2 separate regions of the Sus scrofa genome follow, and region 2 is linked to region 1. The links are chromatin contacts, called in public Hi-C maps. All regions are on one chromosome and are shown on one strand. Each heading gives the region's core, a stretch centred on a gene start, on an enhancer-like site or on the middle of the called end of the contact. The rest is flanking DNA. Distances are from core to core; before and after follow the strand shown. Region 1 has its middle 330 kb from the start of ETS1. Region 2 has its middle 41 kb from the start of ETS1.

Region 1 (2,847 bases), core at 191-2,690:
AGCCCTGTCACGCTCTCTCATTCTTTGGACTCTGCACTTTCCCCTGAAATGTGTCTGCAGAATTGCTGCCTTCCTCCTCCATGTGCTCTCACCCTTTTTATGGCAACAACGCAGACTTAACCCTGCTTTTGGCCAAAACAGCTCTTTCTTCCTGAGATGTTTACTGTGTGCTTCCCTTGTCCCTTGTCATGAACACCCCTTCCTGGATGATAATTGGTTGGTTGTCTGTCCTCTCCAATACGATCTTACATTCATGGGCCAGCAACTGCTCACACGTTGTCTGGCACATAGTAGGTAGTCAATAAGTCATTACTGAGTATATGAATGTATCTATGAATGAGACTTGGTGTATTTAGTGCACTAGGAGATGAGTCAACAATCTGAGGATTTAGCCAATGAATATTTTTCATGCACCAGTAATTTAGAAGTATGGCAATAAAATAGATTAAAATATTTTCTTAAGATAAGAAAAAAAGTTATCTTCTTTTCCTTCAAGAAGTTTTCATTAGGGTGAGTGGGGTGGAGAACAAGATATACTGTTAAAAATGTCTGATATGAATTGAGTCAGGACCTACTAACCTCAAAGTTTCACACTGAGAAGGGATTGGATATTATGATGCATCAATGTTCCTGTAACGTTTTTTATCAGTAGCAGCAGCATCCTAAATATTAGAGCCCTAAGTCGTTGTCTTAGGTCAGGAGAGTAGGTCTATTCTAAAATTAATATGTAAATATAGTTAGGATAAGTGACAACCTCTGTGCATTCCCCAGGAAGGTTAAAAAGTCCATGCTAAGAAAAAGAATAAACCAGTACAGGTTAAAGGGCCAACATCACAGGAAAAATATTTAATGCTCCAATGCTCCTTAGATTTTAGGTTAAGAAGAAATGTCTAAAGTACCACAAAGCTGTCCTTCGTGTGAAGGTCCTTGGTAAAGATAAGCTGAAACAAAAACACCTTTTTGGTCTTTGTCTGCGTCAGGATAAACTTCCTTCTTAGACTGATAGCAGATGGCAAAACGTCAGGTTAACTTTGGGGCAAACTAATTCAGGTGGTGTCAATATAAATATAGCTGTTGACTTGTTGTGGACAAGCAAACCATTCCAAAACAAAACCCAAATATTTTGTTATAGGCGATTTTGCCTTCAGATCATATTTCCTGTGTTATTCATGCACTCTGTGTCTTTTTTGTTATTACTACCAATATTTGCATGTAAACAGGATCTCTGTTGCTTAGCAATTTATTATTTCTGTTGTGTCTTCTCTGCTGCAATTGCTTTAGTTTTCTAGTGGGCAAGAGATTTATCTGAATTCTCTCCATGTACAAAACTTATTCCATTTTCAAATCTGATAATAAGTTTGTTTTGGAACAATACACTTAAATGTTCTTCAGACTCATATTTCTAGTCCGATTGTCACCAGAAACAAGTTGAGAAGATCTTTTGCATTTGGTCACTGTTGCTTTCTGTCTCATTTTATTTGGAATCACCCTATACATACTTTGATCACTGAAGGCTCCTGGAAGGATATTCACTAATTATTTTTGGCAATTGAGCAACACTAGGGGAAAAGATTCCAGCATTAGAGAGCTGGCTAAATATATTACTGAGTTTATGATAAAAATATACAATGAAACTATTGAGCTGCTAACCTTGAGATAAACCTACATGTATTGAAATAGAAAAGTGATCAGAATGTATTTAAAAGTGGTATGTGGCAGGGGGGGGAAGCAAGTGGAAATACATACATAATATAATCTCATTTATATATAAAACTGGGTTTGGGGAGCATCTAGATAGACCTGCTCTTTCACTGTGTACTCTCTGTCCTGCTATTGTGCTTTTCCCCCCTCTCCTACAACTAACTTCTATCATTTTTATAATTAAAAAACATGTAATTCAGTCAAGAACAGGTTCTTATTTTCTCCTTTTTCTAATTTTCTAATAGTCACGACAGCAGGAGCAAAACAAACTGTGAAGTTATGAGAATGTGTTCTCAGCTTCCTGCAAAGCAACAGACTCTTTCAAGAGGGTCCCTGGTCTCTCAAGAACTCTCACAGACACCATGAGAGTACCCAGGAAATGAGAACCCAAGGGTTTGGGTTTAAATAATAACTTCTTACATTATGGAATGAATATATGTCCTAAGGGTAGTGAATACTGACATTGGTTCCAGCAAGAGGAAACGTGAGAACAAGTTCTCTCCACTTGAATGCTGTCCTTTTTGTCTTTCTCCTTCAAATGAAATAACAGTTGTAGGCATCTTGGATCATAGGTGCAAATCAGCCCTTCAGCCACCCCCAAAATTCCCCCTCCCCCAAAAAGAATCAAAGCATCATGTCCAAGAAGAAAATTGTACAATATATGCAAATGAACTCAGCTCAAATTAAACCTCATTCTTTATCTACTAAACAGACACTATAGATGGCCTTTCCTCGGGTACCACCCCACCCCCTGTATGGGTCACTCTGGGTTCTTTTTTTTTTTTTTTTTTTTTTTTTTCCCACTGTACAGCAAGGGGCTCAGGTTATCCTAGATATATACATTGCATTACAGTTTTTCCCCACCTTTCTTGAAATAGTATGTAAATAGTTCATGTATCAGCAATCTTGTAATCTATTTATTTGTTGATATACTTTGTTTTCTCTTCAGATCGTATAAATCTTTCGCCTTTTATTTGGGTTCTAAGTTGATTAAAAGTATGAAGAATACCATGACCATTGTACTCTGTTGGACTTTGAATTTTGACAAAAAAGTTAGCAATAATAATGGTGGTTATTGTTCATAGTTGACCTTATTTTTGAGATCCCCAGAATAAGTTTTAGACCATTGACCACCCACTGGAGAGG
Region 2 (2,847 bases), core at 116-2,615, 370 kb after region 1:
TGCATCAGACATGATTCTCTCTTAAAATATGACTTAGCCAATGTCCCCAAACAAAAGGGAAAACTTTCTCAACTTCTCTCACAGAGGAGTGGTGGGACCCACCCGGGGAACCCTCTTCCTGGCCACAAAGCACACACGAGAGCCGGGAGGCGTCTGGAGTCATCTACGCACGCTTGTTTCCAAGATGACACACGGGGGGCGGGGAGCAGAGTGTGTATGTTGGAGGGGCGTGGGGTGGGGTTGGAGGAGAGCACCGGGTGGGCAGAGATGGCCCTGGAGCAGAAGAGGTGGCAGGAGAAAGCCGGGGCATTGGTGTGGGAGGTGTCTGCTCCCCAGGATATCTCTCAGAGGACCCCGGGGACGGGAACAGTCCTTGGAGATGACCCAGCACGAATCCCGCCCACAACATCCCTTTCTTGGGCTCCTTGGGTCTTGGCTTAAACTCTTCCCTTTCTGCCCCTGGCAACCAGTGTCATCTCTGGAGTCCTGTCCGTGTTACAACGTCACCTTGCAGCTGGTAATCCCATGGAGGGGAGGTGGAAGAGGTAGCTTGTCGGCGTTATTTAGGCCAGCGCTCAGACCTATAGTGGCTTATTCCCATGGAAAGGAGATCCGGTTTAGGAGAGGGAGAGTGAGCGGAACGAAGAGGATTGGAAGGCGAGAAGGAGGAGGAGGAGGGAACCTGGGCCGGGGGGGAGGACCACACCAGGTACCCACGCATGGGCTGGACCTCGTCATCCGACCGACGCGGAGGAACCCAGGCCCAGGCTCGTCTCACGCGGAGGGTTCCCTCTTGACCTGAATGTAGTCCCACGTGCCCCGTGGCTGACTCCCTGGGGTTGACTCCCTGGGGTTGACTCCCGTTGCTTGCTTTCTACGCCTCTTGATCACCCACAACCTGCGTCTTCCTGTGCGTGGCTTGATCGTTCCCCAAAATAATACGAACAGCTTTAGGATTTGGAAGTTCAAAGCATTCTTCCTAAAAAGTGATACTGATACCTGAGTTTAGAGGATTTTCATTCTTGATGATGAAATATGAATGTAACCCTTTGGCTCTGAGGCTGCAGGACCAACCGCATAACAGACCAGCACAAATGGGTTTCGTGATCTGAGGCCTTGTCCTCTATTCCACCTGCTGAACCAGCGGGTCTCCAAGCCCTGGGAGGGTCCCTGCCTCCCACCACTGTGTCTTCCTCCCGGTGTCACCCAGGAAGCCCACATCGGACAGGGAAGCTGGGGGCGAGGGCAGGGAGAAAAACCCAGGCATCTGAAAGAGGATGATAACACGGCTAACTTGCCAAGTTTTACACTTTCTGCGCGCTACTGAGATCTAAACCTCTGGGTTTGGGGCTGACTTAACACTGGCCTGGGGTGACTTCCTGTTTTTCAAGAAAAGAGATGCGTAGTCACTCAGAGAGTGTTCTGGGCGCCAGTCAGCTTTGACAAAAGTCTTCTCCAGACACCAGCAGAACCCGGCTGGAGAGAAAGAATCAGACCTGGACAAGAAAGTTTTGAAGCCAGGTGGGCTGTGCTTCCAGAAGGGTGGAGGCCAGGCAGGGTCAGCCTCTGCCCGCCCAGGTCGCCTTTTCTGGGCACCGAACAAAGAAAGTGGTTCTGAAAGAGGGTGACAGAGGCACATGCTCCCTGCTGGGAGCTGGCTTCCTTGCTGCTTGTTCTCCATTTAATCACAGAGAAGGGTCCTGAGCAGGGGTTGGGGGGCCAAAGTGCACTGTGGGGTCAGCAGGGCAATGGCCCTCCTGGACTTTCTGGACTAGACCCAGATTCTTTTTCTTTCTTTCTTTCTTTCTTTCTTTCTTTCTTTCTTTCTTTCTTTCTTTCTTTCTTTCTTTCTTTCTTTCTTTCTTTCTTTCTTTTTTTGGTCTTTTTAGGGCTGCACCTGTGGCATATGGGGGTTCCCAGGCTATGGATCCAATCGGAGCTGTAGCTGCCGGCCTACACCACAGCCACAGCAACTCGGGATCCAAGCTGCACCTGTGACCTACACCACAGCTCACGGCAATGCCGGATCCTTAACCCACTGAGCAAGGCCAGGGATCCAACCCACGACCTCATGAATGCTAGTCAGATTCATTTCCATGGAGCCATGACAGGAACTCCACAAGACCCTGTTTCAATTTGCCATCTGAATGTGTCCGTAAACCTAGGGTCAGACCGCAGGTCCCACTGGCAGAGCGGAGGGAGGTCACCATGACCTTGGGAAGCACTGGTGGGTCAGCTTGGACCAGGCTCGGGGTCAGGCCTTCCTGATGGCTCTGCAGAGAATAGCATGGGTTCCACAGGTGCCCCCGACTCTGCATACTCCTGAACAGCAGCCGCTGTCACCACCCGATGCCATGACATGGAGGTCCTGCCCTGAAGCACGGCACAGCCTTCACTCAGTGTGGTTAAAGAAGTGGGTCTGGGTAGGAATCTATTACTCACCCCTCCCGAGCCTACGCTCCTGAGAACAGGGCATAGTTCTGTACCTCCTAGTGCCTTGTATACAGTAGGCACTCTAATGAGCAGGTGCTGACTGAGTCTCATGGATTCTCTCTCTGGAAGGAGAGGCGAGGAAATAAAGAACAGGATACAAGTGGGAGGGAGTTGCGCTGAGTCCTTCCAAAAGCGGATCCACCAGACCCTTTACTCTTCGCCCTGCTCAGCATCCTTAGAGGGGTCCCATCTGGCCCCAGCCCCAGCTCACTACAGGCCACCGTGGTCCCTTTCCCCTCCGGCTTCCACTTTCTTCTAATACTCTGTTCTCATAATTCTTTTCATCCTGCATTCCAAATTACCTGGTCTCCACCGAGGACCCAAGCATTAAACACCATGATCCACCAGACCCCA

Evidence for each region. Hi-C and Micro-C count contacts between places; a contact is called where the count stands out from the background.
Region 2: a Hi-C map of blood shows a contact between it and region 1, with 5 times the contacts expected there. The contact joins two enhancer-like sites. A contact is called at or near these places in 5 of 47 Hi-C or Micro-C datasets (blood, embryonic fibroblasts, fetal skeletal muscle and 2 more).

The regions. Positions count from the first base shown.
Region 1 is chr9:55,184,046-55,186,892 of Sscrofa11.1, forward strand. No RefSeq gene overlaps it. Among named protein-coding and RNA genes, the nearest start is that of ETS1, 330 kb to the right of the region's middle. Within about 2 kb of position 1,441, at least 3 of the 83 cell types and tissues checked have an H3K27ac peak or open chromatin away from gene starts, as enhancers often do.
Region 2 is chr9:55,551,351-55,554,197 of Sscrofa11.1, forward strand. No RefSeq gene overlaps it. Among named protein-coding and RNA genes, the nearest start is that of ETS1, 41 kb to the left of the region's middle. Within about 2 kb of position 1,366, at least 15 of the 83 cell types and tissues checked have an H3K27ac peak or open chromatin away from gene starts, as enhancers often do.